Linked DNA regions of Mus musculus: region 2 is linked to region 1. Evidence: chromatin contacts called from public promoter capture Hi-C data. All regions are on one chromosome and are shown on one strand. Each heading gives the region's core, a stretch centred on a gene start, on an enhancer-like site or on the middle of the called end of the contact. The rest is flanking DNA. Distances are from core to core; before and after follow the strand shown.

Region 1 (4,177 bases), core at 1,123-3,622:
ATAGGAGGAAGGAGAAGCTGTTGAAGCAGAGCCCAGAAATTAGGTCCCCTGCTTTTTGGACTCACCTTTTTCTCTGCACTGCCTCAAAGCAAAGGGAAAGCATGAAGATATGTTGCTGTCCCTCACCATGCAGCTATATCCCTCTGGGCTTTTAACTTTGTTTAATCCTCTTATCAGATCTGAGCATTAGATATTATCACCATTTACAAGACCCGGGGGTGGAGGGTAAGGGTGGGGGGAACTAAGACTCAGAGGCCTTACGTTAACTCACCCCTCACCATACACTAAGGCATTTGGACTGTCCCACCTCTGCTTCGGGATCTACATGTTAAAAGAAATGACTTCCGAACAGGACTCTGCTAAGTGCTTAAAAATACATAAGCCTAGAATGATTGTGCACACCTGTAATCCCAGGGCTAATAAGGCTGGAGCAGGAGGATTACTGAGAGTTCAACATACGCTTGGGCTATCCTAACTTAGAGGCCAGTCTATACCATATAGCATGACTCCACCCCAAAAAGAAAAAGGGGAAGAAAGGCCTGAGTAAACTTCTGAAAGGAAGAATGTGTTTAGCCATTCAAGATGGAACGTTCTTCAGTGTATATCAGGATAAGGGTTTGGTTAAGATAACCTCAGTCCAACCTTGATCAAGTTAGTCACCTTTACTGTGACTAAAGTCATAGAGAGAACCTTATAAAATTCTTGCCACTTAATAGGGGTAGTAAATTTTCACTACCTTCAAATCTCTTATATAGATAGATTGAACAGAAATTATTGAAAAAAAAAATAATTCAATTTTGCTGTTCACTTCTCTAGGTATCTTTCACAGCTAGCTAGCTAGCTACCTGACCGCAACTGCTACTTTCGTTTCTCCCTGTTACCATATCCTCTAAGTGCAACACAAGAAGTCACAGACAGGCACCTCCAGTCACCCAAATAAAGCAAAGGGGAGCATTAAGATGTGATAAGATCACCCACGGAGCAGCTATGTTAGTATGAGCCATTATATAGTCTGTGGTCCTGAATGAGTTTCAGACATCATTTCTACCTTCGTAAGAGAATCCCTTTCAATTAGGAAACTATCACTTTTATTTCTGAAACTGGTGCAAGGTTGTTTGTCTCCAGCTGGGGCGCTCCTTTCATTACTTACACAGACGGTTTTAAGTGGTTATACAGATCTTAAGAGATTCAAGTTTGTCCCGCAACATGAAATGCAATACCCAATGACTTCTACAACACAGTTTAGAACATTTTTGGACTCCTGGTTCTTTTTTTAACACAATGAAACCCCACTACTTACTGAACAAGTCCAACTGGCTAACAGTGAACCATGCTTCTATTTTTCACGACAAAGGAGTTTTGCATCTAATTTGATTCCTGCAGTTTAACTTCTCAGATGGGGTCAAAACTGGAGTAAGCCACCGATTTTGTTTTTCTGATTTATATCCGTGGAAAGGAATAAAAAAAAGAAGAAGAGACACTGTCATTTGCCTCTGAAAGTACCACATCGCTCTGGCTGCATTTTAAAATGCTAATCCTTTTTACTTCTCTTTCCTGTCTTTCCAATCTAAAGCTAAAAATCAGTTCACTTTATCAAATTATCAAATGAAAGGTTCTAGAAATAGCTTCCTATTTGTGGAAAGAGACAGAAGGCACATAAAAAATGGAAGATATCACTTGAATCGTCCTCCCCCAAAGCACCCCGGATGAGACAAATCCCAGTAAAACCTTCGACGCCTTAGGTAAAATTTAAGGCACTTCCTAGTGGGGCAGGTGTGAACTCTAAAAGAAAACAGCCAGGAACAGCAAAGTTCAAGCATTCCTCCCCTGGGGCCCCGAGCTGCACACGCTCCCGGCAGCAGCACGAGCGAGTCTCCCCAGGTCCAGCCCTTCAGTCCACACACCTGCTCCAGGGTCCAGCCGTCGGCTCGGCCGCAGCGGCGTCTGCACCAGACACCAGGTCCCCGAGCCCCGCCCGCCAGCTGGGTGGGAGGAGCCCGCGGCCAGCCGCAACGCGAATTCCCCTGCCGCGGCGCCGCGATGCTCTTCACGCAGGGAGGTCACCCGCCGCCCGCGGCTAAGCGGCTAAGCAGAGCCGGGAGGCGCCTCGGCGACAGGGAGCTGCGGACAGCCCAGCCCCCTCCTCCGCGGGTGCGGCGGGCTCGGTGCCCTGAGATCCCCGCCCCGCCCGCACCTGCACCCGGGTCCGCAGCGCCGACCCCGCGGTCGCAGCCCTCAGGCAGCTCGGGCCTCCCCGGCCTTCAGCGTCACAGTAATAATGAAGTTTCCCCCGCACTCCCGCGGGCGCAGAATGAGCTGGGAGACCGACTTCCCGCCTGGCCAATGGTGGCGGCGGCAGCGGGGCGGGGCGCGGCGGGTGCGGAGAAGGCGGGGCGACGTCGGGGCGGGAGGGGCCGGGGAGGTGACCGGGAGGGGGCGGGGAGGTAGCGGGACTCCCGGCGGGGAAAGAAACCTGGAGGGGGCGGGACCTAGGGCGAGGGAGGTGACAGGGAGGCGGTGGGATCGGCGGCTGGGAGGTGACTGGAGGTTGAGGGACCCACAACCAGGTGTGGTAGACAGATGGCAAGACCCTGGACCCAAAATGGGAGAATGCAGGAGTAACCTTTGCTGGAATAAAATTGCTTTTCGCCAGCGAGGATGCAAAGGAGCGATGCCCAATGGTGTGGGGGTTTTGGTCGATTGGGTTTGTTGCTTGCTTGCTTGGTTGCTTGGTTGGTTCCTTTTGGTTCTGAATTCAGGTTCTTATTATTCATGCAGAGGTGAGAGGGGGAACTGGGACTGGCATGGTGAGCTGTAAGGTGGCTGCCAGAGCAGAGGGTAGTTCCAAATCCCTGTCACTCAGGGGCCAAGAACTGCGGGCCCGCAGTGGTGCAGAGTCAGGCTTGACTAGAGAGGAGAGCACACTGAAGAAAACAGAAAGTGTGAGAATCACCAATTCTAAAACCATAAAGCCCCACCTTTGGTCTAAAACTCCCGTGGGGGACGGGGGTCTGGGGGTGGGGAAGAGTGGATAGAAGTTTCAGCTCCACTTTCCCAGGCCTGTAAGAGGATATTCAAGCTTTCTTCTTCTCCCAAGGCCAAAAATGCTCTCAGCTACGGCTCCTCTCATCTTCAAATAATCTTCAAGAAAACTATATGGTAACAGTAAACTGATGTATCTGCCTGCCTTGAATTTGAAACGCTGAACATGGGGGCTTTAACCCAAAAGAATGTACAAAATTCTCCAAAAACTAGTTTAAGGTGAAGGCATGAGCCCATATCAGCATATACAATCCTGAGAATATGTACAAACAAGCACCTCTTAAAGGGACTCCTCAGTACATCCTGACTTATCCATATGTAACAATAACAAAAGAGACCATTCATTTGAAGGGGAGCACATGAGAGATGCTTAAGGAGTGGTAGTGCTATATTTTTATTTTAATTAAATTTTAAAAGGAAAATGACTCTAAGTAGAAGAAATTTCATAATCTGACATATCCAGAATAATTCAGATCTCATCAGGTCTTCAGGCTTTGAAAACCTAACATATTAACCAATAGAAAAGAAATCTCAAGGACTGATAGATTCTGAGGATAGGGCAGGAGACTGGTATATCCTGAGAAATACAACAGTGCCCTGATATGTCCTCAGGGTAAGGCAGTGCCCTGATGTATCCCAAGGAATAAGACAGTGCCCTGATGTATCTTGAGGCTTATGGCAGTGCCTCAATGTATCATAAGGATATGGCACTGTCCTGGTGTATCCTGAGGAATAAGGCAGTGCCCTGATGAATATTCTGAGGATATGGCAGTGCCCTGATGAATATCCTGAGGATGTGGCAGTGCCCCAATGTATCCTGAGGAATAAGGAAGTGCCCTGATGTATACTGAGGATATGGCAGTGCCCTGATGTATCCTGAGGATATGGCAGTGCCCTGATGTACATCCTGAGGATATGGCAGAGATGTTGGCATCATGGGGATCTTCAGTGATAACTGAAACACCTCTGAAACCAAGAAGATGAGGAAGTAGAATCTCTGTTTTGGGGTAACTAAGACAAGGTTTCGTAAACTTTCTCCACTTGTAGTCTCTCTTTGCCTCCCAAATTTTTACATATAAACATATAAAATAGGCATTGAAATCATAAGCAATTTTAACTTTAAAATGATTCTTTG
Region 2 (4,177 bases), core at 527-3,026, 590 kb before region 1:
ACTGACCATAACCCTATATGTCCTCTGCATAGGGAGCATTCCTTGCCAACTCATTTGTTGAATGATTTTCTAGTGAGTGCTAAAGTTGGAGGAACTGTCTAACAGTCTGAAATGCCAGCAGAGGAAAGAAGCTAAGCAGAAGCATCAGGACTCACTCCATGCAGCCAGAAGGCAGAATAAAAACCATATGTACTCCTTGATCATAGCGACCTGTCACTGTGTCTTACCTTACATGGCAGGAGAGACGTTGATTATGTAGTAACTAAGTGTGTATGTGATTGAAATAAGATGTAGTATAAGAAAAGATAGTGTGTAGAAGAACTGAACATAAAACCTATTTATCAATCAAATAGACACCCAAGTCCTGCCCCTTGTTACCAGATCTTTCTTCTATTGAACCTAATATAGGGAGTCTCAAACACTAATTAGACTTAGGTACACTCACTCATGTGGTCTGCTGGGCTGTAGTCCCTAGGACTCCAAACTGCCACTTCCTTCCACACAAAGTCATCTTGTTCTGTTTACAAATCAGTATGAGCCCTTACTTTGAGCTCTTTGGTTAAGAGGCAAAGAACCTGGAAACAGCTCTTACACTCCAGCCGCTCCTCTGAGAAAGCTATTTCAGGGATGACCTAGGGCTACTGGCAACCTTTTCATTTCTTTCTTCCTTCAACCAAAGGGAACCTTGAGAACTGCTTCCCACTTCTTTGCTAAAGAGAGAATATATAACTTCTGAAAATCTGTCTTAATCCACCTTTAGGAAGTAGCTACAACCAACACCAAAGAAACATATTTAAACTCCCTGGCCTAAGGACTGAGACTGTTCAGCACGACCTGGGTGGGAATCTGTTAAAAACAAACAAGCAAGCAAACAAACAAACAAAAACTCTGATCCTTGGGCTCTGATACAAACATCATCTCAACAGAATCCCTAGGTAAGCCCTGAGTTGTAGCTGAAAGATGATATCTCTGAGAGGTTTGAATGCCAGCCAGGCTGCTTACTACCCCACTCTCAAGCAGTTTCTAAAAAAAAGGAGTAACACCCCCTTAATAAGTAGTTGTGTGAATTATAGCTGCAATTTTTGCAAACAAATACTCAGTTATAATAGTTCTTGTGGTGTTGTTTAGCACCATCTACAGCAGCTCAGTAGACTTCACAGTGTTGCAGCAGCAGCTCAAAGGGGCTGTCTCCAAAGCCATCTACACTCTTGGAGTTAGTAATGCAGGAGAGGGACCGGAACATTTTGCAGTGACAACTCTAAATACTTAATACATTGTCCATTTCACAACATAGTAAACGCCTGTTGTCTGCTTGCTTTCATATCATTGCACAAGACTTTGTGAGGAGCCACCTACTCTATACAGAGACAGAGTGAATAGTGAATTGCTAGAGGGAGTGAGGGCCAGACTTCCTGCTGAGTCTCTCTGGGTCCCCAGCCCTTTTCCCTAATCTCCATCTTAACTTTCCATCTGTCACTGGTTCCCTTGCACCAGAGGCACAGTCAGCCAGTCCCCTAAGCTCCCCCAGGGCGCTAGGCTCCCTGAGCTGTGGGCCTCGAGGGCTGGCTGGGTAGGAGCTCGCAGGGAGGCTGCTGCCTGTCTGGGTGCAGGCGGGACTCAGCCACTGGGGCCTGGTCACAGCGGAGGGGCGCGCCTAGCTGGCGTGGATCTGCCCGCACGTGAACTCCACCTCCTTGCTGGCTCACCGCCCAGCGTAGAAGCTGCTGGTCTCCGCCCCGCTGCAGCGCCGCCTCAGCTCTTGGCATAGTAATCTCAGTTCCTGATCGCGCAGAGCTGGCTCCTGGCTGCAGGGGACTGCTCAAGTCACCCAGCAGCAGTGTGGCAGAGCCAGGGCTGGGAATCGACTAGAAGCCCAGCACCGCGCAGACAGCGGCCCAGCGGGGGACACCCCACCGGAGCAGGTAAGCCCGGAAAGGAGCCGCCCCCGCGGCCACCTGGCCCAGTGGCCAGCCTTGGAGACCGGAGCCTGGCAATGTCCCTGTGCTGGTGAAGGAGGAATTAGGTCCCACATTTGTTCGTGGATCTTTTGCCTGTTGCTTATGGTCCCCAGCCGCTGCTGCCACCCTGCTCCTCAGGAGGGGCTGTGCGCCCTGCAGGTGATGTATATCTCTGCAAGGTTATTACTCCCTTAAGCTCTGACCCAAAGGTAAAAAGAAAAAAAAGAGAAGCCGCTTGCTGCTTCTGAGCTAGAAATCCTAATCAGTAAGATATGCACACAACGAATACTCGAAGAAGGGTGTGTGTGTGTGATTGCCTTCTTTATTATTTTCCTATGATTATTTGCTGTAAGGTAAAAACTTAGTCGTATTCAATATGCTCGATTATATGTGTGTATGTGTGTGTATTTATTAATACATTTGCATGTATATTTCTTCATGAGGTCGGAAGGGAGAGACGAGGAAGGTCGACTGAGGATGATAAAGGGAAGTCATTGTAGAGCATGTTCAGTGTCTAGAGGTGAACTTTGGAACCACATTCAATCATGGTAGCAAGTAGAAGTGGTAAACCTGTCTCCGGGTACATTATGACAAAGGCCTGACATGTTCTTCTAGTACACAGCAACAGGGAAGTGGAAAGAGGAGTCTTAGACACTGGAAAGTAGATTGAGGTGGAGGAAAGGCAGCCTAGGCACATCAGAGTTCAAGGGCTTTTGAAGGGGTGTTAAGCGAGGTCACTGGTTGCATGTAGGCAGTTCAAGGTTGGGATGATGTGAGAGCAGCTGAGTAGGTGGGGGAAAGGCAAAAGCCTAGAGGGGTTGGGAAAGAAAGGAGCTTTAGCTAGCCATCCAGCTGGGAACCACCTTTCTGAAGGTGTTTGCTGCCTTCCTTCCGTTTTCACAACAGTTTTGTTCGAGATCCGTAGGTCCATGTTTTCATTTTATTTATTTATATTTTTTTCATGGAATCTGGGTCATGACAGGACTGGAAGAAACTGAAGTGTTTACACCACCAGAAAGATTTGGAGAGAGAGTGATTAAGGCTTAGCTTCATGAAATATTTACACAGCTCTTGCGTGGGCTTTTGTTTGCTCTTGTTGGCACTTCTGCATATTTTACCTTGATAATGCTTTGAGCATACCTCTCCTGAATGAGCCTATTTTTTTCGTTATAAACTATTCTTTTCTTCCCATGGTGTTCACCATAGGCCTGCCCTGAGAAACAGTGGTGGGAATAGAGATAATGAGTCACAGGGCAAAGAAGTCTTCTCTATTGCTCTCCTCCAATGGACAGAGTATTCATAGATAATGTTCTCTGACAAAGAGTCACAGAGAATGTGTTTGGTTTCGGTCGAGTCTGTGTGCCCCATGGGTGTGTGCATGTGTTTAGTGGAACAACTGTATTGATTGTAAACAGGAAAACAACGTATCAATCATCACTCCTATCACCAGACAGGATGTTCAGTCATTAAAAGGAGTTCCAGAAACATACCAGGGACTCAAGGAGACACAGCAAATGAGGATCTGCTGTGATGTGCCAAGACCTAATCACCAAGTACTGTTGTGGACATGGCATGGCACAACATGGCACCCTCACAGGATAGAGGGCTGAGGAACTAACTGAATCAGGTCAACTGTGGTTGGAGAGGAAGTGAGCTTCCAACAGGATGCACTAAAATTTCAGTGATTGGTTGTCTCAAAAGACTTTCCCAGCATAATTATTGGTTCCTCTAAAATTTTCTTGATTATGCCTGAAATATACCAGAAAAGATGTATTTAGACAGAGCTATCCTTCATTGTTAGAGTTTTGTCACAAATCTGCAACTTACAGGGAAGCCTATAACTACCAGGGATGGAGTCACAGAATGACAAAATAATGGCTTCTGACACAGAGGGCACACTTTTCTCCACAGTTGCACTGGGGATCTCCAGGGCTGGTGTGCTCTCTCCTTTATGGGCTCCTTCAGTCATCCATTCAACATGTATCTCAATGAACAAGGCATGACACTCAGATGTGAAATACAAGAATAAATAAGACACAGTCCAGGCTTACAACATGCAATGACATGACAGATGGTGACAGCCAAAGTCCTTTGGGAAGAGGCTTCAGAAGCCAGGCTGAGGAAAGCACAAGGCAAGTTTCCCAGGAACCAGAACAACGAGAGCTGCTGCCTTGGTTAAGAGGTGCTGAAAGGGCTTTAAGTAAGCAGGGGCTCAGGAA

Evidence for each region. Capture Hi-C pulls out chosen DNA fragments and counts their contacts.
Region 2: a contact with region 1 is called in a promoter capture Hi-C map of adipose tissue, with 2.2 times the contacts expected there. The contact joins the promoter of Gprin3 here to the promoter of Herc3 in region 1. A contact is called at or near these places in 3 of 484 Hi-C or Micro-C datasets (CD8 T cells and adipose-derived mesenchymal stem cells), 4 of 115 datasets of contacts at active chromatin or transcription factors (effector CD8 T cells, memory CD8 T cells, pancreatic cancer cells and 1 more) and 3 of 9 other capture datasets (adipose tissue, liver and pancreatic islet).

Annotation. Positions count from the first base shown.
Region 1 is chr6:58,829,660-58,833,836 of GRCm38.p6, reverse strand. Herc3 (hect domain and RLD 3) reads right to left here and starts at 2,372. Exons shown (of 26, transcript NM_001361966.1): 1 at 1,905-2,372; 2 at 1,301-1,435.
Region 2 is chr6:59,423,905-59,428,081 of GRCm38.p6, reverse strand. Gprin3 (GPRIN family member 3) reads left to right here and starts at 1,776. Exons shown (of 2, transcript NM_183183.3): 1 at 1,776-1,922.